5 separate regions of the Mus musculus genome follow, and regions 1, 3, 4 and 5 are each linked to region 2. Evidence: chromatin contacts called from public HiChIP or PLAC-seq data. All regions are on one chromosome and are shown on one strand. The core of a region is the stretch at or near the end of the contact, and the rest is flanking DNA. Distances in the headings are between cores, read along the strand shown.

Region 1 (4,645 bases), core at 1,047-3,546, 150 kb after region 2:
GGCATGCCAGCGTTCCCAGAACCAAGAAATGAGTTTTCCATCTCCCTCCTATCCCAGGCCTCAGAGTCCATCAGTCCACTTAATGGCTCCTTTCCTTGACTCTCTGCTGATTTGACTAAGGAACTGGTCATGCTGTGTCCTCAGGGTGACAACAGGGACTAGAGTCCGGTACGATTTCATGGTTAAAAATCCTGGTGGCATTATTTTGTACCCTTTGTGTTTTACACCATACCTGGTGGCTCTAAATGTAGGTTTTAGAAACCAGAAACACATAACTAAAGAGCCTGGATGAATCGAGAAGACAAAAGCGCCATTTCCTGGCAGCACCAATTCCCCAACATGACGTACTTCTGAACAAACACACCTACAGTGTCGTTGGTGCTAGAGTGAATCTTTATCCCTCCTTTCTTATTTTCTTTTCCTTTTTCCTTTCCTTTCCTTTTCTTTCTTTCTTTTCTTTTTCTTTTTTTCCCCTTTTATGGTGCCTGCTAGGGTTATTTCCCATCTTTGAAAGCCAGAGCCCTAATGAGCTCCAGGGGGACAGAAGTCTGTCAATCATAGACCACTTTTCAAGTAGTTCGTCTCTGCCCCACCAGAGAACCACAAGGCATGAAATAATTAGAAAGCCCAAAGTAACTGCTCTGTTTTACAAGAGCAAAATCCGCTCGTGGATCATTTACATAAACGTGTCACTTCCCATTACAGTTCTAATGTCGGCTGGGTGATAATCGCAGGCTCGCTGGGGGAGGGGAGGGCAAGGTAAACTGTAGCTGCCCCCCCCCATTGGAAATCCGAGGTGCGCATGTGCTGCGCCTTTCCCCGCCCCCCACTTTCCTGGACTACTGAATTAATGCAAAGTATCTTTTCTTCTCCATTAAAGAAAGAAAGAAAGAAAAAACCTATTCGTGCTGCTATGGCAGCAGACCCTGTGCTTAAGAGAAGAAAGGGGGAAAGCTGCATCAAGCTATTGTTAATGGAGAACTCACTTTGAGAAGCATTTCAAAGCGGAGGCGACTGGGGAAAGAATCATGTTAAATATTTGCTATGAAATATTTATAAGAGCACAAAAGCAATTGACAAAGTTGCCTGCGGGGGGGGGGGGGATCAGCGTTCCTCCTCATTTCGACTTCTTACAGTGGGGGTTTTAAATGCTCTAGGGAGCACTTAAATCAGTGCAAATACTTGGGTGATGGGTGCTCGCGAGTGAGTGAGTGTACACACACACACACACACACACACACACACACACACACGGTTGAATGAGTTGATGGGATTTTAGGCCCATCTGCATCTGAATGCTGTTTCCCAAATACAGCAGCAATAAGAGGTCGCTGAAGACTTGTCTTGATAATTGCATTTGAAGGAGCTTGGCACTGATGCCAACAGAGCAAGACACCCCTGGACTGACCCAGGTGCCCGGGGGAGGGTGAAGCTGGCAGCCATTTTGTGGGCAGCGCTAGCCTCATGCCTACCTTTAGGATAGGGGCGGTCCTTTTATTGTACCTGCACAATAGTGGCCACACTCAATGTACGCAGAGAAAAAAAAAAAGATGACTGTTGCTTTGAGTAAGAATAAATGTTATTAGAGTATAGCATTTCTGTCCATATGGCTTTTGGAATATATATCTCTAAACCCCAGCAACCCTGTGATTTCAATATCTGTGGAACTCTTCTCTCTACTGGGAGGGGAGACATGAAAATACAGTTTTAATGAAATGTCTCCCACAAACTCATCACAAATTTACCTCGGTTTTTGCTACGTAAGCCTCGTGTTTCTTTTCTGAACCATCTCTTACTATTTTGACACTAACACTCAGTGGTGTGATTAAAGCATCAGAGAACCTAACAGGTAGCCTATAACCTACGACTGACTGATGCTTATTTTAGCCTAGAAAGTCTACTGAAACATCTGTTGTAGGCCGGTTTTATTCATCCACAAACACCTAAGATTCGGGCTAAAAGAGCAAGCGTGCTGAACAACCACGGATGGTCACTTCCGTAGTGTTTGACGTTGCCTGGGGGCCAAGACTGCCCATTGGTGAGGCAGGAGAGGGAAGCCCTGTTGGCGAGGCGGGAGTCTGAACCCCCCAGCCAGGCTGTTCTTATCTAAGAGATCGCCAAGTGGGAATGCATTGTGGGCGGATTTAAATCAGCGCTTTTTCTCCATCCCCCCTCCCTCTCACACAACAAAAGTCTAAATCCCTTTTCAGGCCAGATTGCCCCATTTCCCTGCATGGGCCAGGCAGATTGGAAAGATGTTTGTCATTCAGCTTTTCTCCCGGCTAATCAGAAGACACTGGGGCGGTGGGATTTCTGCCTTTCATCCACGGAGCCTGCCTCTACAAACAGCAGCGGCGCAGAGGCCTCTGGGCCTGCTGGATAGCTGGGCTGCCTGTCATCTCTGAAGACAGATATAAAAATATTGTTAACCACGAGCCTAAGCAGAGGGTTTAACAGGGATTTGAATCTAAAATGCGATACTCCATATAGACCAACTCGATGTGGTCCAGCAGAGCCGAACCCCGCATTCTGTTCTAACAAAGTGTGCCACATAATGGAAGAGATTTTGATGGGATTTTCAACATCTCTTTTTTTGGGCCTGCTGCTGAATAGATCTAAAAGTGTGAATGAACGCCAGCACTTGATGGGCTGTCTGGGTGAGAGGCCTCAGCTGACCTGACTCCAGAGTCAAGGTCCCATTGACAGGAAAGTTCACCAGGGTGTTATCCTGAGCACGCAGTGCTCAGGGCTGGGCCGGGGGTGGGAGGGTGGGGTGGTGGGGGTGGGGGTGAGAGGGGCACTGATGCTTCTCTGGGGAGACACAGCCAGGGTTAGAGAGCTGCTGTGTAGTGATTCCACGCATCCTGTAATGGGAATATCAGTGACCCTTTGAACTTAAAAATTCTGAAAATTACTCATCTACAAAATGGGGCTTAAAATAAGATTGTCCCCTTGGAAGTACTTAAGTTTTCAGTGTAGCCTGTAGTAAGTGCTTGGTATACACACTGTAGTCTGATATATGTGCATCATAAGAGTACCTGGAAGTTTGTCTCCGCCTTATGCTGGCTTAGGAAGGGAAAAATAATGGCCAGCATCCCCTGGAGTGTATATAAATGAAGCAACAACATCTAGGCTTACTTACCGATAAAGGGTCCATTTGGGAGCCAGACATGGTCACATCGATACTCAGTTACTCAAGAAGCTGAGGCAGGAGCATTGTGAGTTCAAGGCATGCCTGGGGCAACAGAGTAAGATCGACACCCTACTGAGGAAGTCAGTGATAATAAAATTTCTAAAAAGGATGGGGCCATAGCTCAAAGGTATGAAACTTACCTGGCATACTTCCAGCGCCACACTTAAAAATAAACAAACAAACGAATAAATAAATACAATTTTTAAAAGTTTCATACTTCAGACATAAGCCAAGTCCAGAAACCAATACAAATCTCACAAATGCTCTGAGAAGCTGTGAGCTATTATCTTTTGCCAGGCTTATTTCAATATTCTCCTAACAAACAGACCATTAGAGACCTCCTTTTGAGCTACTGGATCCCAGCCAACTTCTCCTTACATCCCAGTGATGCTTAGAGAGATGACCACTACTCTAAACTTGGTCTTTCGTTAGACACATGCATACTTTTGAAAATCATATACTGCTGGGACAAAGTCTATCTATATCTGTATGCAAAAGAACTGGGCTCTATAATTCTTGGCTTTTATATAAATGGTATACTGAACACACATGTCTACCACTAACAGGGTCTATTCATAGTCATACATCTTTGTAGCAAAATACATAAATTATAACTGCAACATACATGTCCATTGCATGAATTTATTCTTCAGTTTTCTTCTTGGTAGGCTTTTAGACTATTTCCAACATTTCATACTTTAAAAAATACTAAATTAAATACACATTTGTATGTGTGCTCTGTCTCTATATAGTGTTTGTCTATGGCATATATATGTATATATACATATAACATACACAATCAGTAGGTCTTTAGGGATGTCCATCTATCTTTATTAGAAATTGTCAGATTGATTTGCTATGAGGGAATTCTGTCTTGGCCAAGGGAATGTTTGTAGACAAGAGAGTCTACAAAAAGACTGTTCCCTGACCCAACTTGTTTGTGTCTCTGGGACTTAGGGGTTATTGCTGCTGTTTAAGTATTAACTGCTATTGATTGTGGAGTGCTTTTTCTCCTCACATTAATTACTCTTTATACACCTTCTGGGATCTTCATACACCCGGTTATAGGTGACAGAATATGCCTGGAGAACATGAGTCACCCAATCTGAGCCACAAGGTGAAGAAACCAACGGATTCCCATAGTCCTTAAGCTCTGCTCTCCAGAGCCTCACTCGCTAAAAGGGAAGTTCAGAAAGACCAAATAGCCAATAGGAAAGTGGCTCATTAAACAATGTCAGGTCCTTAGTTAACCCTCTTTGTACAACAGGGCTCATGTACAGAAGGCTGGCGGAAGAGAGAAGAGGACGGCACACCCAAAATCTCCATCACTACTTCTTAGGCACAACCAGAGTGGAGCTGATAATTGCACTGCGTAAGGTGCATTTTACACTTTCCAAACGGTGAGTGATGTTTGAAGCTAGATTAATAAAGTACCGGCCCAGAAGTGACTTT
Region 2 (4,765 bases), core at 560-3,059:
TCCTTCCTCCCGCCTGGGGCTTCGCTCCTTGGAGCCCTCGGTGGTTTAACGCACTTCTGTGCACTGTACCGAGAGAGCTAGCGGATGCACTTTGTTTTCCACCCCATGATAGACTTCACAGTTGTGTTTAGACATCCCTGTTTTAATGCACCGCGTCCCTCAGAGCCACCGAAACGTCGGAGGACGAAACCGGTCCGGTATAGGCCAGCGTTTCCTGCCCATTTGCCACCGTTTAGCCATAGAAACACTTGGGATAAATTTCCCTGCCCGCTGCTCACACACGTGCGCACCATGGACTAGGGGCCGTTATTCCCCACCCAGCCCGCGAGGGACCAGGGCTCAATGGCCACCGTGGTCGCGCACCCTGCTTGCTTCCCCTCCGCTTCCCCGGGACCCGCCACGCCTCTCCGGACAGCTGCCCACTCACCTCATGCCCGTTGCTGGCTGGGATGATTTCGGACTCGTTAACCAAAGATGACTTGATGTCGGCTAAGTCGCCCTCCTCTTCGGGATGACTGATCTCGGCGAAGATCTTCTCCTTCTGGGGATCGCCTTCGTCCTTGAAGGGGATCATCTCATCGGTGGCGCAGAGTTCCGGGTCCCCCCCGCCGCCTCCTCCGGAAAGTTGGGGCATCCCGGCGGCTGTGTAATCTCCGCTCCGCTGCGGGAGCACTCCGAGACAGCAAGAAGGGAGGGTCGATGTGAGGTGGGGGAGTTGGAAGACTGAGTGCGGGAGGACTGTGAATGGAAGCCGGGTGGGCAAGCGAGGGGCCCACGGCTGGAGCAGCTGCAGGAGCCTCTGCGATTGCCGCGCTTTCCCACTTAGAAGGACGCCGGCGCCCGGCCCTGGGGCGAAGGGCACCAGACTGCGAGGGCGGCAGCCGCCGGCGCCTCTGAGAGCGTCTACGCCGCTCCGCGTGCACTAGGCTAGGCTGCCAGGGCTGGGTGGCCACCCCACGCCGCACTCGTTGCTGGGGTCTGTGCTTCGAGGACACCGGTTCCGGAGGGGACACGACTTGCCAAAGTGCAAACGAGGGTCCCGTGGTGCGTCACCGTGCAAAACCTCTCCACGGATTCCTCGGATGCTGATTTCGGTGATTTGGGGTTTTGTTTTGTTTTGTTTTTGAGAAGAGGAGAGCTGGGCCAAGAGGCTCCCTTTGCCCCAGCGGAGGTACGAGAAGAATCAGAAAATACCGAAAAGTCCACTTCCTTCAGAGTAAACAATAAAGAGCCACCGGGCTGCAGACGTCCGCGTTAGAGCTTCTTTCCTTCCCTTTCGCTTCGGTTTTCCTTCTGGAGGAGCATTTAATCTGCTGGAGGGGGAGGGGCGGAGGAGGAGGGGAGAAAAAGAGAAGTTTGCCAAGAATAAAGTTTGTGATGATGAGCGCTGGGAATCGGCGGTGGCTGGCACGGCGGAGTCTTGGGGAGTCACAGCAGGAGCTTCGGGCCCAAATGTTCCAGCCCGCAGCTCGGGCCGATACACACACTTACACACACACACACACACACACACACACACACACACTCGAGCCCGATCCCTCTTTGTTCCCGGCTCGAGTTTCTGCCTGGCTCGCCTCTCTCCCCGCCTCCCCTCGGTCAAAGCAAAGAGCTGCCGGTGGCCCCTCGGCTCCTCCGGGCAGACCGGCCGGGGAACACCCGGAGCGTAGCCGCTTGCAAGGCTCCGGGAATGTCCGAATGCCAGGGCCCACGAAAGCGCAGCCCGGTCCCTCCGGTGCGCGCTGCCCCGCAGGTGAGCGGTTGCGCCTTCCCACCGCTTCTCCTCGCCGCGCCTAGCCGGCGCTGCAAAGCTATTCACTTGCGTCGCTTCTCCTCCCCCGCCCCTCCCCCGCCTCCTGCTCTCCTTGGCTGCCTGCTGGAGGGGTGGGGAGGAGGGAGTCTGTTAGGAGGAGGAGGAGATCCAGGTTCTCTCCCCCCCCCCCCAGCCCTAGTTCATTTCCTAGCACCCAAAGGACGAGTCATACTTGGGGGGGGGGGGCGCCGTGGGGGTGCGTATGTGTTTGCGCCCGCCTGTTCATGCCTGGGGGGGGGGGGACGACACCATACAACCTGAAGATAGACTGGGTGCTGTGTGTAACCCAACCCCAAAGAACAGTGTGGCCCACGTGAAAATTGACGAGAAACTACGGGAATGGCTTAACTTCATCATCTGAGCATCTCTTCTTCTCTTGCCGACCCCACCCCACCCCGCCCCCGGCGCCTCACTTCTAGTCCTTTGCCAGTCTTTCTTCAACCTCCTTCCCGCCGCCCACTCTAGCCCCCTCACTCAGGCAAGGGGAGGAAGATGAAAGAGAAAGCCGCTGGCGCTGTGGTCGACACCACATTGATAGATGCTCTGACAGAGGGAATAAGGCGAGAATTAGGGACTAGGGGAAGGAAAAGGAGAAAATGTAACACATTGCTCACCTAACCAGAGAGAAGAGATTCAGCAAAGGCAAACAGAAGAGTTGTGACTCTACTAACCGTGAATCACACACACTTCGGAGACAAGGGCACACCACCCTAGCGAAAATAAAATCTCCAGGCTTACCAGGGGGGAAGGATCAGTAAGAAGGGTGTGGATGAAGACTGAGCCTTAAATATCGCTTCTACGCTATCACATTCATTGTGCCTTTATCACCGAATGAACGTGGGTTTTTGGAGATTCTCGACTCAGCGTGTAGAGACCTCGTAGAAAAAGGAAAATACATCCCAAAAGGAGGGAGAAGAACAACCTAGGAGAGGCAGGCAGCACTGGGCAGTTGCTGACATCCTGGAGACTCCGCTGAAAGGGACCTTTAAAGGATGGATGTAAATACGAATCAAACCTCAAAAATTCTCCGGTTCCCACTGTCTCCTTGGTGCATTTTGGACAGGACTTTTAAGGGCGACGCTTTGTGAAAGTCACTGTGTAAGTGGGGCTTAAGTTTGGAAACACATTGTCTTTTAGCTCTCAACCCCTCCCCTCAAGTCAAATATTCAGGCAAAATCATTAGACCAGTGAGGCAGCCATCTGTAGAACCTGGGAGCAGTAAACAGGAAGAATTGTATCTCCATCTTACTTAAATGGAAAATAAGACTCCAACGAATCGTGTGTTGGTTTCATTACATAAGAACGCTTAGGACAAGAGCTCTCTTTTAAAGGTGAAAGTGTGGGCTATTGGGCATTGTAGACTTTAACAGTTCTTTAAGTCAGCATTTAAAACTTTGCTTACTGATAACTACCAGTTTGGGAGCTGGCTAGGAGGTGGATATATATATATATATATATATATATATATATATATATATATGTTTGAAATATATGTATAGTTTGGTTTGCTGCATAGGACGTGGTTGGTCATATGTAATCTGATAGATTTAGGTACAACAAGGGGCTGGTGAAAGAAGTCAGAATAACAAAAACTTTTCTTTAAAAATTAAATAATTGTCAAGACTATACCTTACAAAAGCCAAAAATGGCATTTTTCCTTCAGGGTACCAGGGAGAATAAAAGGAAGGTTGGGAATAAATCCATTTTTAGAGTGAATCTATGCAGCCTCCAGTGTGATAGGGTGAAGAGCAAAGGGACATAGTTTCAGACGTTTACAGCTCCTGCTAACATAAATTTAACAAAGTCAGAATTCCTCCTCTGAGTGAGCCAATTTGACTGAGCACAAGAACCCTTGGAAGATGCAGCTTCATCAAAGAAGTCGGAGTAGACCGGTCCTTTTCATCAAACCCAGAAGGGGGGAGGGGGCAAGAAGAATAGCCAGAGGGTATTTTTTGAAAGCCAAGAGGAGATTAAATGACGAGTCTACATCTTCCCTGTTTAAGTGTTGCAACTAATTCGAATTCTCATTTTCTCCTTCGCGTTAATTATCTGTACTATGTGAGTCATACGAAGCTCAGCTCTAGGTGTCCCAGAGATTAGGAGCTCGAGATGGGAATTTTTGGAGCAATGACTAGTGAAAATGCTTTATTACAAGGGCTGGAATAAGTGGCTGCATTTGGTACCTTGCTGTAACCCTCTTTGGAAGCATTGGTTCTAACGAAATCTCCAAATGGCCTCGCTCTGCGTGAGTGGTCTCCGCAGTGTGCTGTCTTTAGCAATGTTGCAAACCTTAAACAGGGCTACCCTTAAAACCATGCGCCCACGTGTTTTAAAGATCTGTCCGTAAAGGAGGTTGACATTTCCCTGTGAAGTAGTCTCTCTTAGAATACAAGGAGTCACAGGAGGGGCGAAGTAACCCCAGGAAGTGGTGTCTCTGGACTTCGCCTTCCTGGCAAAAGCATTCCAGCCGCCGGGCAGTCTCTCCTAATTCCTGTGGGGCTGTTATTAGCATAAGCGGCAGCTTCTTCGCTTCTTGAGATTGGGCGAGTGGGATCCTAGGTCTGGGATGTGGTGGGTGCGGCGCAGGAGCAGCCTCGCCGCCCCCTTTCCTCGGATGTAGAGGCAGGTTGTTCATATGAACTCTAGCGAACCACTGGAGGTTGGCTGTAGTAGGTTTGCTCCTTCAGGATGTGGGTTTCAGGGGGGCGTTTTGATGTGATTTAATTCCGACCGTGAAACAATTGCTAAGGGCTGGCTGCGCTGCTGTTGGTTTTTCTCCTCCTGGTGGCTTTGGGTTTAGTTTGGGAGCGAACTTGTTTTATATCAACACTTCCTTTTGCTCAAGGCGCTGTCGCCAGTGCTATGCCTCTGGGGAGTGGGGGTAGGTTGATAGAGTCTTGGGGGCAAGGCGCCCAACCCCAGCCGGAACCCAGGCTGCGGGGAGCAGAGTTAGCC
Region 3 (5,151 bases), core at 1,886-4,385, 190 kb after region 2:
GAGTGAGCTGCATACCCAGCTTTTTAAGTGTGTGTTAGGGATGCAGACTTAGGTCCTGATCCTTGTGCAACGGGTACTTCATCCTCTGAGCCACATCACCAGCCCTGTTAAAGGCATTAAAAAAAAAATTACTACAACAGTTAAAAACTCTCCACCTTATTTCAAATACATGAGCTAAATGAATGCTACATTTTTGTGTTTGATTCCAAGGAATCATACAGAAGACATTTCAGAAATTGATAACAATGATTTCTGGTTCAGCTAAACAGGCAGTGGCTTGTTACCACGAACGGAAACTCTACTGTGCAAGCTGCAAATTCACTTCTAACGCTTTGTGATAGAAAGTGTAATAATGATGGAGAGATGGTTCGGTGGCTGCTGTTCTTTCCGAGGGCCTGGCTTGGATTTCCAGCACCCTTGTCACCAGCTCAAGGGGACCCAACATCCTCTATGGCCTCCTCAGATTCCCGAAGTCACATGAGTAGACATGTGCACACAGGCACAGGCATAGACACAGACAGACCGACAGACATTTAAAAAAGAGTTTAATAACAAAAATCTGCTGACTAGTGTTATATTTTATGTTGACTAAATTACTCATCTAGAAACGGTTGCTCTAAAATTACTGAAAATTGTGCTTGAAGAAATAAAGATAATTCTTTTCAATTTCACAACAACAACTACAATTTAGAAATTTCCTAGTCTTTGGAGATGAACTAGTGAGAACTTTGTTCCTCCTGCTTCTCTCAGGTCTGCCTATCTTCCGGGTAATTAGCTTTCTACTTGATTACCGTTTCTTCTTCTTCTTCTTCTTCTTCTTCTTCTTCTTCTTCTTCTTCTTCTTCTTCTTCTTCTTCTTCTTCTTCTTCTCTCTCCTTCTCCTTCTCCTTCTCCTTCTCCTCCTTCTCCTTCTCCTTCTCCTCCTCCTCCTCCTCCTCCTCCTCCTCTTCCCCCTCCCCCTCCCCCTCCCCTCCCCCTCTCCCTCCCCCTTCTCCTCCTTCTCCTTCTCTTCCTCCTCCTCCTTCTTCTCCCTTCTTCCTTCCCCTTCCTCCTCTGCCTCTTCCCCTTCTTCCTCTTCCTCTTAAAAAACTGTCCAGGTTACTTTGAAGCTCATATCTTTCCCTCCTCCCCACCAGCAAATTTCTGGGTTTCACACTATGGGACTAACTAAGGTCACATGTCTTCTCTAGGCTAATCAATTGGGAAGGGAAGTTGGGATTCCACTGATGGGTCTCCAGCAGAAGTTAGAGGATAAATAGATGAACTGATAAAAACAGCAGGCTGCTCCCATTGGAGGAGAGGTGAGCAGATGTGAGAAGGGACACAGTTCTGCTTCAAGCACTGTGACCTTCCAGGTGTTGGACTCTGACTTTACTTCAGTGAATAATCCAGTCTAACCAGATACCCAGACAAACGGAGGAACTTTCTTGGCACCATCTTTTTCTTACTGTGAGCTGTTATGAGGTCTTTAAATGTTGCTTTAGATTTCCAGTAGGAAGCAATCAGGTTCCCACCCTTGACAGAACATACTTAAATATTTTGGTAAAATGAAAATTGGCCAAACCTTGTGGTCTAAACCCATTCTTCTTCACCCAGGGGCTGTGTGAAGGTGGAGGTGAGGGTGAAGGTGCAGTGAATTCAGTGTCATGTGGCCAAATTCCCTGTGGTCTGGAAATGTTCCCTGTAACACACTGTGTCTGCCACGGTTGCCAGCTTGGTAGCTGCCTCATGTGACAGGAAGGTCCCTGAGGCTGGAAGAAGGCAGAGAGCTGAAGAGTAGGCCCAAGAATGGAATGCCTCCCATCCGCCTGGGGCTGTGGGCATGCTGGCTGGCTGGCTGCCAGACAGGTACACGTTTATACTCTGCTGAGGGCAGCTCTTCCCGATGATCCGTCAGTGCTGTCTGAGTAACACTCATGCGCTGCATTTTATAGTTTTCTAAATTATAGGATGCCACAGCGTAAACAGAGATCTTTGTCTTCTTTACAGCCAGGCAGAGACTGGTGGAGAGAAAGCACGTGAGATTCTGATGCTCGGGGTGGTAATGTCAAATCTTATTCACTTAGGCCCAATAAAATCCAGCTTCCTGTCTTATGTCGTCATTACGGATCCATAACAGCGTCACCAGCTAAGAGAGCCACATGCATTGTTTATCCCTGAGTTTGAGGTTCGAGGTGAGCTGGGGGAGACCTGGGAGAGGGTTGAGGATGGAGATAAAGTTATGTCTCGAGCACTGAGCTAAATTCAGTTCAGGAGAGATGATTAGATTCCAGGAAAACAGGTAATTCGGTCCAAAGTTCCTCTGCTACTAAAGGAAATAAGTGGCTCTCAGATGCCTCCAGCGGGAAGAGAGCTTGTCAAAGGAGGGAACGAGGTGCATTTCACTGTCAAGGGCCAGGTCTCAGAATCTCTTCCCAGTGGGATGGAACTACGGACACTCTCAACGGCAAAAATGGACACACACTGCCTTGTTAAAGGTGCTTTCCAAATTCTTTCCAATTAAATTAGTCTCCAAATTCTTTGTCGATAACCAAATGTGTTTGAATTTCTAAACATTCTGATGGGTGGAATTTGGATAAAGAGGAAACAAGAGCCATGAGCTACTCAATGGAGATGGGGTTTTTGTTCTTGTTTGTTTTTTGCTTGTTTTTTGTTTGTTTGTTTGTTTGTTTTTGTTTAAGAGAGCTTTTAAAAGTCACAGCTTAGAACAAGAGCCTGTTAGCACCACCCCCACTTAAAGCAGACCAAAGTCTTCAGTGGCGTCAAAGATTGCACTTAGAATATGAAATGGGAATTTTGTTTAGGGGTTTTCAAGTGTTTTTTTTTTTAAATAAGTGCATTTAGCAAGTATTACTTTCAAGGCAATTGCTTCAGTTAGGTTAACAGATCTACCACAGAGAATCCGAGCGGGTTCTCTGAAAAGCCAGGACTCTGTGGCATTTGCAGCATGGTTGTGTGGCTCTACCACGCTGCTCTCTGCCTGCCTCTAAGAGTTTGGGATATGTGTCCCCCAGCACTCGGGGGCTTGGAGGCTGAGGATGCCCTTGTGAGGGCTCAGCCAGCTTGGCACACTCTCAGTCCTGGGAAGTCCACGCTGTTGTGCAAAGAGCAGGTGGGCGAGAAGGCACAGCACTTCAGGGCAGACTGTACAGCTGCGAGAGGCGGAATTCCCCTCCAAAGGATCGGCGCTGCTTTGAAAATGATTCATCATTAAACTAGAAGGATTTCTGCAGCAGTAGATGAACCTGGGGGCTTGATTGGTTTCAAATTAACTCTTTGTAGTCATTTTTCATTCATCCTTCAAGAGACGGTCTCTGCTTTTTCCACAGACGGGACGCAAATACTCCTTGACATCTTTTCAAGACGGGCAAAGCTCTGGAGCGCTTCTGAACCGCATCTGCTTTCCATTCCGGCCCGCATCTTTGCTGCTAGGAGGCCCGGCAGGGAGGGGCTCCTGCCTCAATCCAGGGGCTGGTTTGCGTCAAGTTCACCATGTAGAAAAAGAGAGATTTGCTTTTCCCTAGAAGGAGAATCTGTGCTTCTGAAGCTACAGGGGAAAGACAGAGGCACGCTCCTGTCTGCTTCTTCTGCGTCCCTTTCTCTCAGGATCTTTCATCCCGTGGTCTTCTCCCTGCCCAGGAGTTAAGAATGGCTTCGCTTTTGCTAATGCCGCTAGTTTAAAGCCTTTTCTCTCCCGGTGGGGGATATCTGCTAGCACTGTTTCTTCTGAGGGAGACTCATGTGTCAGTCCAAAGTGCCTTTCATTCAGGAATCTCATAAACAACTAAATGCATAGCATGCTAGTCTGTGGAAACCTTTCTGGCGACTTAAGTGACGTTTCCTAATCCTCTTCTGCAGCGAGCCAGGCCACAGCACTATGGCCCACTCACGGGCTGCTGCTCCTTAAGCACTTTGATCTCGGGCATGATTACAGTTCATTTCATCATCAAGGATGGTCTGAATTCATGAGCTCTCCCTTTCCTAGTAACAGCCACGGACCATCCGTCCTCAGAAGCAATCCCAGCTCCAGGGAAACTGGATGGAACCAAATGCAAAAGAATAATGGGCTAGCTTCAAACACAAGTGAAAAATGGCTTTTTTTTTTTTAATTAGCCAAATGAGCCTTTGAATGAAGTGCTTCGTAAAACAGAAAAGACTCATTTTCAGGGCACTGTTAAATCCACCAATTGCCACTCAGAGATTAGTAGGTGTGATTATTTTGTTTTCTCTCCTGGAGAGCAAGCCTGAGGTAGAGAACATACCTGCTACATCCAAAGCCAGCGCACAGTTGAGCCTGTAACTCCTGAGTCTATAGATCCGGAAACCCACCATATTTTTCTATTCATATTGGACACACACTGCCTTGTTAAAGGTGCTTTCTTTTTTTGGAGTAGAGTGGGCTACTTTTCAAGACACCCTCCCCCTTTTTATTTACTGCTATTATTTTTTTAAAAAGATGTTGTTTTACTATTTCAAAGTGTGTGTTCATGTGAGTGTGCTTGTGCGTGCGTGTGTGCATGTGTGCGTAGTCTTGTGAATGCAGATGCCCAGAGGTATCAGATCCAGGTAGAGCTAGAGTTTAGGACAGTTGTGAGCCACCCAAAGTAGGTGCTGTGAATTAAACTTGGGTCCTCTGGGAGACCAGCAAGTGTAGCCCGTCTTAAAATTGCCTTTAAGAAAACATGGAATTGAATTTGGATTCAGTCAATGTCCTTATCACTTCCAAGGCTGGCAAGTGAAGAGCGATACAGATGATTAGAAGGCAATAGGAACCAGCACAAAGCCAAGACAGGAAGACAGGACAGGGTAAGGCGGCCAAGTCCCTGCCTCAGCTGTTAGCAGCCTTGCCTGTAATTAGATTTCACTTGGGCTTAAACTGGGGAAAGCACAAAGGAGACACCATGAAAGCATTAGCTCCCACTGAGGAAAAGCCCATTCCGTGCGACAGCAAGTTCTGCGCACCGAAGACTTAGCTCCATAAGCCTGCAGACAGCTTTCATGTTGCACCAACACTGGGAGGAAAGAAGAAAGAGCAGGTGGGGTCCTGCAAGGCCTGCCTGCCTGCAATTGCTCATCTCTCCCCCATGCCAACCTCAGCCCCTCTTCACCACACCCGGGCTGCAGATCTCTACCCTCTCTCACATTTAATGT
Region 4 (4,499 bases), core at 518-3,017, 220 kb after region 2:
AAGTCATTAATCTTTTTTAAAATGTGGATTTATTTAAATATTTTATAACTCTTCCCTTTCATTTATTTTATTCTTAGCATTTCATTTTATTTTGACTTACAGGAGAGAAATGTTTAAATTTCTATAAGCATAGCTATAAATACTTTGCTTTATTATTTTTGCCTTGTCATGCTTTATAAACTCCCTATACTCTCAAATTATGTAAATATATTCATCAAGTATTGCAGTATCTGTGAGCAAATGTATGTGTTCACACAGACAGAAGTTATTTTTAAAATCTTTTATTTCTACGTGTATGTGTGTATGTGTGTGTGTGTGTGTGTGTGTGTGTGTGTGTGTGCGCGCGCGCAGTGCCTTTAGAGACCAGAAGAGGGCATAAGACCCCAGGAAATTGGAGCTACAGGCAGTTGTGAGATGCATAAACGTGGGTGCTGGGGATTGAACCCAGGTCCTGGCAGGAGCAGAGTATTCTTACTGCTAAGCCATCACTTTAGCTCCTAATGCAGACGTTATTTGTGTATAAGGTTATAAACACTTGGTAATATTTTTCAAAGACCCAGAAATATCAGCTCTGGTATATTTTCTGATTTCCATTTATTTGTCTGTTTTATTGATCAATTACTTATTTACTTACTTTTTTACTTAGTCCTGAGTAGGTTGAAGCAAATTTCAAGTTATTTAACTACCTGTGGCCTTTCCAAGGCTTTCTTGGACTTGAATTCTATTATTAAAAAATTTCTGTAGAAATGGCATTTGTACCTCTCAGGCTGGGGCAATGGATCAGCAAGTAAGTACACACATGCTGCACACATGAGCACCTGAATGTGGAATTCCAGTAGCCGTGCAAAGGGCCAGGCACGGCTGCACAACTGTGACCCAAGCATTGGGGGATGAAGACACATGGGTCCTGAGAGCTCTGTGAAAGTAAGATGGAGAAGACACCAAACATCGCACTCTGGTCTCCACACGTGCATGGGTAGGTACACATGCACATTTGCACGCATGAACAACACACACATGCACACACACGCACACACACACACACACACACACATGCGCACCTCTCTTCAGGCTTTCTTTGGGCCCTCTTAGCCTCTTACTGTGGCATATCAATATGCCTTCAGGCGCCCTTTCAGTTTTGCACTTGTGGAGACCATGACTTGAGTCCTTAATTGGAATGATCCTTGTGGTCCCTCACCAGTCCTTACAGAGTGCTGCCCTGTCTCGAATGCCAGCTACCAACCTTGACTCCCACTTCCTTCCTCATGGATCTTGAGCAACTCACCTAATTCTCTCAAAATCTTGGTTTCCGAATCTGTAAAGTGGAACTAATAACAACCTTCCTTAGCTATTTCACAACATTATTGCAAGGATCAAATAAGATCAGGGCCATAAAAGTGCTTAGTAAGCTATAAATCAATACACAAACATAAGGTGTTATTATTTCCCTTTTATTTGGCATTGTAAAGGACAATGTGTGTGTGTGGTTGAAGCACTAAGAATCACGTCTTAGACCATAAACATCCCAGGTCATAAAGTGCAGCCCTTTCCATAGGTGAAGCCTCACAGTTGCTCTGTGCTATTTCTGCTCACACCCACTGTGACCCGCTCTGTCTTTGAGGGATTCACATTTTCTCTTGTGTAGTATTTCTTTACCACTTCTCTTTTCCCTCCCACTCTTTTCTTAGAAACCTGCTCAGCGACCTGGTTGAAGAGCATAGAGGCTGTGGTTAGCAGGCAGGACAGATAGAAGCCAGGAAACAAGGACTCATGAGAGGTCCACCTAGTCTGTGTGACCACACCTGAAACCGGATGCTAGAAGTGCAGAGAACAGATTATCCCGTCTGCAGAAAGCTGGCTAGAACAGAGAATGTCGCAAGTGAAACAAGCCACATTGGGGAGGACAGATCTGTTCTCTCCTCTATGGGGAATCGAGGGTGTTCTGTTTGCAGTTTCATTGATTTCTGTAGAGGATATCTATCTGTGCATTCACGAAAGTCAGAGATCAATTCGTATGAGTCAGCTTTCTCCTTCCCCGATGTGGGTCCCAGGGATCAAACGTAGGTAGTCAGGCTTGGAAGGCAACTTGTGCCTTTTCCCCAGTGAGCCATCTCTGAGCTTTAAGCTGTTGTTTTAAAGAACTGAAAGGACAGATTTAGGAGGAAAGAGACCTTTCCTACTAAGGAAGGGAAGGGACACAGCCAAAAGCAGTGGGGGAGGGCTTAAAACTAAAGTACATGGCACACACGCATATGAAAATATAATAATGGCCTCCTTCCCCTTTTTACCATAAATATACACCAATTTTAAAAACTTGGCTACTAGAGTCATGTGGAGGGACCATTCCAAGAGACAGACTGGTTCCAGCACACTTAAGTGAAGCTTGCTGCAGCCTTACCTGTGAGCGTAGGTAAACAGGCTGGAGAACGGGAATCTTCAGTCTCACTCTTCACTGAAGCCCAACTGTTTCATCTCTTCAAGTGAAAGAAGCTACACTAAATGTAAATGAACTGGAGTTTTGGTTCTGCCTCTGCAATAAACAACCCCTGACTGAAGGGTTTGGGCCCTGGCTTTTACTTTCCTCTTTTCTGCCTAAGGAAATTGAAGGAGGTAGACTTTGGGACTCCAACAGCCTTCCTCAGCATGGTTTATGGAAGAAGAAAAAAACATTTCCTAGCTCTGCAACTTTGAGCAAACTCTATAAGTTCTGTGAACCTTGCTCTTCTTCTCTAGAACGTGGGGCAAGAATCCATCTTATAAGACTGTCTGGAGATTTATTGATGAATGCCACGTAAGAGCTCTTGGGACTTAGGTGATGTCTCCATGGGTATAACATTAACCTTTCAAGTGTCATTTCGAATCCCACTTAAAGCTGGGCACAGTAACACACACCTGTATTGCAGTTCAGAGGGAGCTGGAGACAGGAGAGTCCACAAAAGCTAGCCTGGTGCATAAAACAGTGATCCACAGAGAGACAACTGTCTCCAACACGGTGGGAGGCACGGGCCAACATCTACATCTGCCCTCTGACCTCCACACATGCATGCACTCATGCACATGTGTGCACACACGCTTGCACACACACACACACACACACACACACACACACACACACACACAGCCCAGAGCAACTTCTCTGCCCGCCTTAGGTAGAATATTTATTTCCAGATTCTCATATAGTGAATTATCTAAGTATCTTCTTATGTTTATGTCTTAAATGTTGTCACTATTTCCTTCCTTCCTTCCTTCCTTCCTTCCTTCCTTCCTTCCTTCCTTCCTCCCTTCCTCCCTTCCTCCCTTCCTCCCTTCCTCCCTCCCTCCCCTTCTCCCTGCCACCCCCCCCTTTCTTTCTTTCTAACCCCAAACTGAGATTTAATTTCCATCCCCTTTGTTCTGCACTCTGGGACTGTGGCAACTGCAGCCCTGTTATCAGGAGTAACTGGATCTGTGGTTCTTATCTAGGGCCTGTTGACTAGATTAGGAGGTCAAAGTGTGCATCCCGTTGCCTCAGCCACACACACACTCTCTAAACCTCCTCTTGGTCAGTGCTCCCTTTGCATAGCACATTGGTCCTCCTTTTGCTCGTGCAGTGATTGTTGCACAGTTAGAGACCAGATGTGCCATCTCACAGAGGAAAGAGGGCCACATTTCAATAGGACTTCGTCAGCCCTCCAGCCACCATGTCACCATGTCACCTACTGAGTGAGCTCTCTCCTTTGTGCACAGGATGGAAATGTCCACGAAGAACTGAGAGATAAGATTCCTGGAAGCAGAAGTGAACAGGTTATAACAGAAGATGGCTTTGAAATACGGTTGTGTTGAGTCCTGGGTGAAGAACCCACATCAGGAGAATCCTGCAAAGCTGCCAGAAGCTGTCAGAAACAAGGAAGTGTCCAGGGAAGGGTTGAATGCCAGAGCTAGAGACACTGCAGTGTCCCAGAAGATAATGCACGTTTCCTTCTGGTCACGATAGCCTGAGATTCACAAAGGCCCTTCTCCCACCCAGTTCTGATTCACTGTATAAATATATCATTCACCCTTCTGTAGACACACTTCTCTACCTGAAAGTAAGGGGTTTGGGCTTTCTATTGAAGGGAATTTGAGGACATTCTCTTCCTTGACCTATAAAATCAAGGACTGGGAACACTGTCAAATCACTCTTTAAGTGAAGCCAGGAACCAGAGGCAACTCTGTATTGACAAAGGGTGAATCAATTGGACACACATCAGAGGAGTTCCACAGGGTGGGTGGCGATGTGCATGTGGTTGAGCCAATGGGGCTAAGAATGGAACGCACCCTACAGCGCTGAAGTTCAAGGCATTCACGTTTTTCTCTACAAGCCTCCTCAGTGCTTCCTGGGAAATGCTGGCAGGTATTTTTTTAACAGTGTCCCCCACAGTACAGTGTGGAGTCTGGTAGAACAGCTGCCACTGGAGCAAGGGGGCAGTTGATCCTCGGACTCTCTTCCATCACAGCACAAAACACTTTACTGGGAGCTC
Region 5 (5,207 bases), core at 2,636-5,135, 160 kb before region 2:
GGTCACCACCATCACCATGGGTCACAGGGTCTACTAGTGCCTGCTTTGATATTCTTAGAGCCCACTGGCTGCGGTGTCAAATATGCTGCTTTTGTGTATGGGGCATATGTGTGGGTATGGGGGCATATGTGTGGGTATGCCCATGCAATGTGTAAGCAGGCACATTCAAGAGTACACACGTGGGGGCCACGGGTTAATGCAGAATGGTTACCTCTTGCGCGCACCCGACTGGCCAGCAAGAATGACGCTGCAACAGGATCTTTCTGCACACGGTTATTGGGAGAGCTTGATTGCAGAGGCGAAGAGACCCCAAGCCCAGAACTGGTGCTGCTTATATAGGCCTAGGAGAGGCGTGTCTCACACCCGGATTGGTAATGCATGGGTTATGCTTACCACCTCATTTGCATGTCTCATGCCTGATTGGTTAATGTCTCTCTCATCTGATTGGTTAACTTGTCTCTCATCTGATTGGTTAACTTGTCTCTCATCTGACTGGTTAACTTGTCTCTCATCTGATTGGTTAATTCTCAAAACCTCATCTTGGCAAAAAAACTTTACTGCCTATGTATGCATGGTGGCCAGCGATAGCCAGTGCCACCCTGCAACGGCACATGTGGCTTCCCACAGTTACCCCTGCCACTCTATCCCTCTCTGCTTTCTTCAGGGATACAGTCTCTCACTGAAGCTGGAGCATACCGATTGGCTACACTGGCTGCCCACCAAGCCCCTGGGATTGTCCTTTCACTGCCTTCCCTGGGCTAGGATCAGAGGCACAAACTGTCAGAGCCAGATTTTTACATAGGTGCCTTTTTACATAGGTGCCAGGGATCTGACCTCAGGGTCTCCTTGCTCTCATAGCAAACAAACACTTACCCCCCAGCCACCTCCCCAGCCTCAAACCATGCTGCTCTGCCTTCTGTGTTCTAAGTACTACAGTTATCCATCTATGTGACCCACAGAGACTGCACTGTTATCTACCTATTGCTCTGTACCAGGCCCTTCCTTCAGTAAAGCAACCAGGACCCTGGCTCTGCAGCTGGCCTTCCCTGTGTTTTATTGGGGTGTTGGTTTTTTTTTTAAACAGAGTCTTGCCATGTAGCCCAGGCTGGCCTTGTACTCACAGTCCACCCGCCTCTTTTCTTTACACAGCACCCTTGTTTATCACAGATGGCCTTGGATTTGAGAGTCACTAGGGAGTACTACAGTAGTGTTTGTGGGTCCTCTTCAGATGCATACACTAAAACCCAATGTAGAAGTGTTTAGGGATGGGCCTTTGGGAGGTGATTGGGTGGGCTAGTGGCTTAAGAAAGAGCCCCAGATGGTTCTCTTTAGAGCAGTGGTTCTCAGCCTTCCTAATGCTGTGACCCTTTAATACAGTTCCTCGTGTTGTAGTGACCCCCTAACCATAAAATTATTTTATTGCTTTATAACTGTAGTTTTGCTGCGGTTATGAGTTGTAAGTATTTTTGGGAGAGGGAGGTTTGCCACAGGTTGAGAACACTGTTCTAGAAGGAGGGCTGTCAGGGTAATGTTCGTTATGAGATGTGACTTAATAGACTTGCTTACACAAGCGGGGCTGGAGTGTCCATCAGTGGTGCCTGCCACTGGACAGGCTGAGGCTGTCACAGCCACTCAGTCTGCGAGGCTGGTTGCATCAGCAGTCCCAGTCTGGCTGAAGGCCTGGAGGAGCCCTAGAGAGCCTGCACTTCATCCCATGTTGGAAGGCCTAAGTTAGGTGCTCATGTCAGGGAAGGATGACTGCAGCAGCTACAGCAGAATAGAGGAATTCTCCAGCAGGAGAAGAAGGCAGGCAGGCAGGAAGTCTATTTTTTCTCTCTCAGATCACTTTATATCTAGGGTGCACCCCACCCCCACTCTGTATAAGGTGCTGCCCACTCAGGGAGGACATCTTCTCCCCTCAGTTAACCTTTCTTGGAAATACCTCCATGGAGTCTTCCAGAGGTGGCTCTCTTAGTCGGCTACAGATTCATTCCATTTGACAATCAATATTCACCATCACACCCTTCAACCGTCTGCAGATACAAGGAACTATCCTTGAGCTAAAAGTGGGTCGACATCAGAAAATGAACCTGATGGCACCTTGACTTGGGTTTGCCTTGCTCCCAGGAGACATTTGGGGGTTTTGTTGTAGCAGCACAAGTGGATCAAGACCCATTTATCATTCTTTCCCAAGGAAAAGCAGAGATCTGAAAACGTACATTACCTTGGGTGTGAGGTACACATGAAATATTACAACAGAGATATCATTTGAGAATATATCATAGGGCTGGAGAGATGGCTCTGTGGTTAAGAGCGCTGACTGCTCTTTCAGAGGACCTGGGCTTGATTCTCAGCACCCACATGATGGCTCACAACCATCTCTAACTCCAAGCTCAGGAAACTGATGCCCTTCTCTGGCCTCCTCGGACGTACATCCATACAGTGCACAGATAATACACTGGTGAGAAGAAAGAAACAAGAAAGGATGAAGAAAGAAAAGAAGGAAGGAAGGAAGGAAGGAAGGAAGGAAGGAAGGAAGGAAGGGAGGGAGGGAGGGAGGGAGGGAGGGAGGGAGGGAGGAAGAAAGAAAGAGAGAAAGAGAGAAAGGGAGGAAGAAAGAAAGAAAGAGAAAATTATAGTATCACAGCACCAAACTTGGATTATACTTCATCTTTCCAAATGACAACTAAGAGTTGCAACCCTCTCATCAAGCCTCCTGGAAATGTGCTGTCCTCTCTCAGTGGCAACTCAGCCATAGGGGCCTCTCCTCTCTGTCTTGCATCTTTCCTCAGACTGCTGTACACATTCCTTCCTTCCTTCATAAACGTGTTCATTCTTCAAGCTGTTGGGTTTCTGTGGGTAGCCTTCTACCTCCGTTCCTAGTATCTTTTATTTTATTTTATTTTTGTGACTTGGCTGGAATGTAGCACTCAGTAGGCTTTGCTTATTTTGAAGAATTAAATATAAAAATAAGATTCAAAGGGTCAATGCAAAACATAGCCCCTGCTTCAAAGGGAGTGCAGGAGAGTCTCTTCCCAGCCACATGCAAGAGCCCGAGGCAGGGAACAGGCATGGAAACAATTCTGAAGGACAAGGTTCACTGCTGACAGAGTTACATAAACTTTTTATAGCTACAGAGCAAGAAGGTCATAAAGCCATCGGCTTACAGAACATTGCTGAAGACCCTGGGCAGGCAGGTTACAGTGGAACAAGTAATTCTTTTCCTAGGGTTTTATGCCGGTGTTTGTTTGTTTGTTTTTGTTGTTGTTGTTATTGTTGTTGTTGTTTTAACTGTTTTAGTTTGGGACGGATGGGAGCAAGTGGTCTGCTAGGCAACACATTGCTTAAGTTCGATGTAACCTAAGTTAGATACAGAGGTGGGTAACTAGAAACAGCCCGAGAGAACTTGGACTCGAGCTCTAACATTCAGACAGGAAGTTAGTTTTATTCTGCAGAATGTGAGACACAGATGAGACTTTTGCAGGGAGCTTCATTGCACACAGGATTAACTATCATTTCTTCCAGTGGGGTGAAAGGCGGATGGCTTTCCTCTGGACGGTGAGTTTGGGGGCACCAGATGAACGCTTAGAAGTAAAACCAGCAGTAATTCTGTTATCACTAGCACAGTACTAGGCAGAAAGTTGGCCAATAGCCAGGCTTTCCCTTCCTGTGTTCTCTATCCGGGGTTACCGTCCTCATTCTAAACACAATTCTCACGATCACAACTCCAGCCCACCAGATTGTGAAGGCAACTACAGGTTGTCTCTTGGTGGGTCCCTGCTTTGCCGGAGTCCATGCTGGCCTGAGTCCTGGCACCGCCCTCTGGGGGGGGGGGCGGGGTGGACCTGCAGCTTGTGCAGGAGGCGGGTGGGTGGGGCGTGTTCGAGGCCCCGCCCCCAACGTCGCCGACCCCGCCCACGACGCTCCGGGACCTCTCGCGCTGTCCCCACTGCTCCTCCTCGGCTGCTGCACTGAGCTATGGCGTTCGTGACCAGGCAATTCTTGCGCTCCATGTCCTCCTCTTCCTCTGCGTCGGCGGCCGCCAAGAAGATCCTGATCAAGCATGTGACCGTCATCGGCGGCGGGCTGATGGGCGCCGGCATCGCGCAGGTGAGCGGGCCTCGCGCCCCGGGTGTGGTGGAAATAGTTTGATGAAGTCCGAGAAGGTGCAGCATGCTTCAGTGTCCCAGAACTACAGCCTTCGGCCCGATCCTTACGTGCATGCTTCTCAACTAACTGCCGGGCCGGGGAAGGCTCGGTGGAGCGCGCTGGTGCACGCGTGCACACTGGAGCTGAACTGTGCACAGTTGTGCGTGCAAAGTTGCAGAGTGTTTGCTCACTGCCTGGATCTGACAGGAATCCGCTCGCCAAGACCTGGGCTGCGGTTTCTTTTAGTTTTCCTGATAAGTTTTTTCTTTGTTCTTTCTTTCTTTTTTTCTTTACAGTTCTTTGGGTGTTGGTCTGGGCACTTTTCTTTCCAAGTGTCCTGCCTCTCCCACAAGTTTCCTTCGTTGGCCTTCACTTTTGTAACAGTTTGGAAAGTCACCTAGTGGGAGTTTGTGGAGTTGCTGGGACTCCGCCCAGGCCTGGGCCAGGAAACTTTGACCTTTGACCCAGTGCCCGGTGCTGAAATCTGCGTGCTTGTCCAGCTCTGAACCTCAAGAGAGTGGGCGACAGAGATAAGCATAGTTTATGCTCTGAGACGTCTCTAATCTCTGATCGGCTTCTGTGGGACTTTGCCTGGTGCCAGCTGAGGCACAGTTCAAAATCAACTGTGCAGTTTGGCTACTGCGATGTCTGTAGTACCATTTTCTCTTAAGAGTTAACTTCCTACACACAGTAGAGAGCTCTGATCTTTTTCCATGAACTTGCTATTATATTCGTATCTTTTGAGGCCTTTGCAGTTTGAGTGTTGTGGCAGTGAAGGGCTTACCTAATTTTAATTAGGGAGGGTATTCGCAGGTCAGTGTCTTTTCCCAACCAAATGCACACTTGCATGCTTGCTATTTATTAGCCTTGACTGCACTTCCTTCCAAAGTCCATTAAATTAAACAACAAAAACCATACATGGCTATGCTGGAGAAAATATAGCTAGTCTGCTGTATCCCTCTGCACCACAAAAACTCAAGGCTGTGAGGAATGAGATTGGTTGTCCAGGTCCAAGAAAAACAATGTATCCCTTAAACAATGTTTAAGCAACATCTTAT

The links. HiChIP or PLAC-seq counts read pairs in DNA pulled down with a chosen protein or histone mark.
Region 1: a contact with region 2 is called in an H3K4me3 HiChIP or PLAC-seq map of embryonic forebrain, with 3 times the contacts expected there. The contact joins the enhancer-like site here to the promoter of Lef1 in region 2. A contact is called at or near these places in 3 of 39 promoter capture datasets (the 3T3-L1 cell line, 3T3-L1-derived adipocytes and liver), 6 of 484 Hi-C or Micro-C datasets (the C2C12 cell line, CD4 T cells, double positive thymocytes and 2 more), 13 of 115 datasets of contacts at active chromatin or transcription factors (CD4 single positive thymocytes, DN3 thymocytes, the SCID.adh cell line and 9 more) and 2 of 9 other capture datasets (adipose tissue and liver).
Region 3: an H3K4me3 HiChIP or PLAC-seq map of craniofacial prominence shows a contact between it and region 2, with 2.7 times the contacts expected there. The contact joins the enhancer-like site here to the promoter of Lef1 in region 2. A contact is called at or near these places in 4 of 39 promoter capture datasets (liver, maxillary cranial neural crest and pre-B cells), 3 of 484 Hi-C or Micro-C datasets (CD8 T cells, DN3 thymocytes and the N1E-115 cell line), 18 of 115 datasets of contacts at active chromatin or transcription factors (the 230-238 cell line, the SCID.adh cell line, craniofacial prominence and 13 more) and 3 of 9 other capture datasets (adipose tissue, liver and pancreatic islet).
Region 4: an H3K4me3 HiChIP or PLAC-seq map of the 230-238 cell line shows a contact between it and region 2, with 46 read pairs. The contact joins the enhancer-like site here to the promoter of Lef1 in region 2. A contact is called at or near these places in 17 of 39 promoter capture datasets (the 3T3-L1 cell line, 3T3-L1-derived adipocytes, the C10 cell line and 11 more), 3 of 15 datasets of contacts at CTCF or cohesin (CD8 T cells, large pre-B cells and pro-B cells), 54 of 484 Hi-C or Micro-C datasets (B cells, the C10 cell line, the C2C12 cell line and 24 more), 37 of 115 datasets of contacts at active chromatin or transcription factors (the 230-238 cell line, CD4 single positive thymocytes, CD8 T cells and 26 more) and 3 of 9 other capture datasets (adipose tissue, embryonic stem cells and liver).
Region 5: an H3K4me3 HiChIP or PLAC-seq map of embryonic stem cells shows a contact between it and region 2, with 19 read pairs. The contact joins the promoter of Hadh here to the promoter of Lef1 in region 2. A contact is called at or near these places in 1 of 39 promoter capture datasets (pre-B cells), 3 of 484 Hi-C or Micro-C datasets (embryonic stem cells and regulatory T cells), 4 of 115 datasets of contacts at active chromatin or transcription factors (the SCID.adh cell line, embryonic stem cells, pancreatic cancer cells and 1 more) and 3 of 9 other capture datasets (adipose tissue, liver and pancreatic islet).

The regions. Positions count from the first base shown.
Region 1 is chr3:130,959,967-130,964,611 of GRCm38.p6, reverse strand. No RefSeq gene overlaps it. Among named protein-coding and RNA genes, the nearest start is that of Gm36520, 110 kb to the right of the region's middle. Within about 2 kb of position 2,296, at least 29 of the 459 cell types and tissues checked have an H3K27ac peak or open chromatin away from gene starts, as enhancers often do. A contact at or near this core is called in embryonic forebrain, where this site is marked.
Region 2 is chr3:131,107,341-131,112,105 of GRCm38.p6, reverse strand. It overlaps Lef1 (lymphoid enhancer binding factor 1), which reads right to left and starts at 1,809. Exons shown (of 12, transcript NM_010703.4): 1 at 428-1,809. The coding sequence starts at 634. It overlaps Gm36603 (a long non-coding RNA gene), which reads left to right and starts at 4,128. Exons shown (of 3, transcript XR_376077.3): 1 at 4,128-4,765.
Region 3 is chr3:130,921,760-130,926,910 of GRCm38.p6, reverse strand. No RefSeq gene overlaps it. Among named protein-coding and RNA genes, the nearest start is that of Gm36520, 72 kb to the right of the region's middle. Within about 2 kb of position 3,135, at least 27 of the 459 cell types and tissues checked have an H3K27ac peak or open chromatin away from gene starts, as enhancers often do. A contact at or near this core is called in the N1E-115 cell line, the SCID.adh cell line, craniofacial prominence and 2 more, where this site is marked.
Region 4 is chr3:130,891,654-130,896,152 of GRCm38.p6, reverse strand. No RefSeq gene overlaps it. Among named protein-coding and RNA genes, the nearest start is that of Gm36520, 42 kb to the right of the region's middle. Within about 2 kb of position 1,767, at least 11 of the 459 cell types and tissues checked have an H3K27ac peak or open chromatin away from gene starts, as enhancers often do. A contact at or near this core is called in the 230-238 cell line, CD8 T cells, the MNK3 cell line and 3 more, where this site is marked.
Region 5 is chr3:131,270,779-131,275,985 of GRCm38.p6, reverse strand. It overlaps Hadh (hydroxyacyl-Coenzyme A dehydrogenase), which reads left to right and starts at 3,885. Exons shown (of 8, transcript NM_008212.4): 1 at 3,885-4,110. The coding sequence starts at 3,979.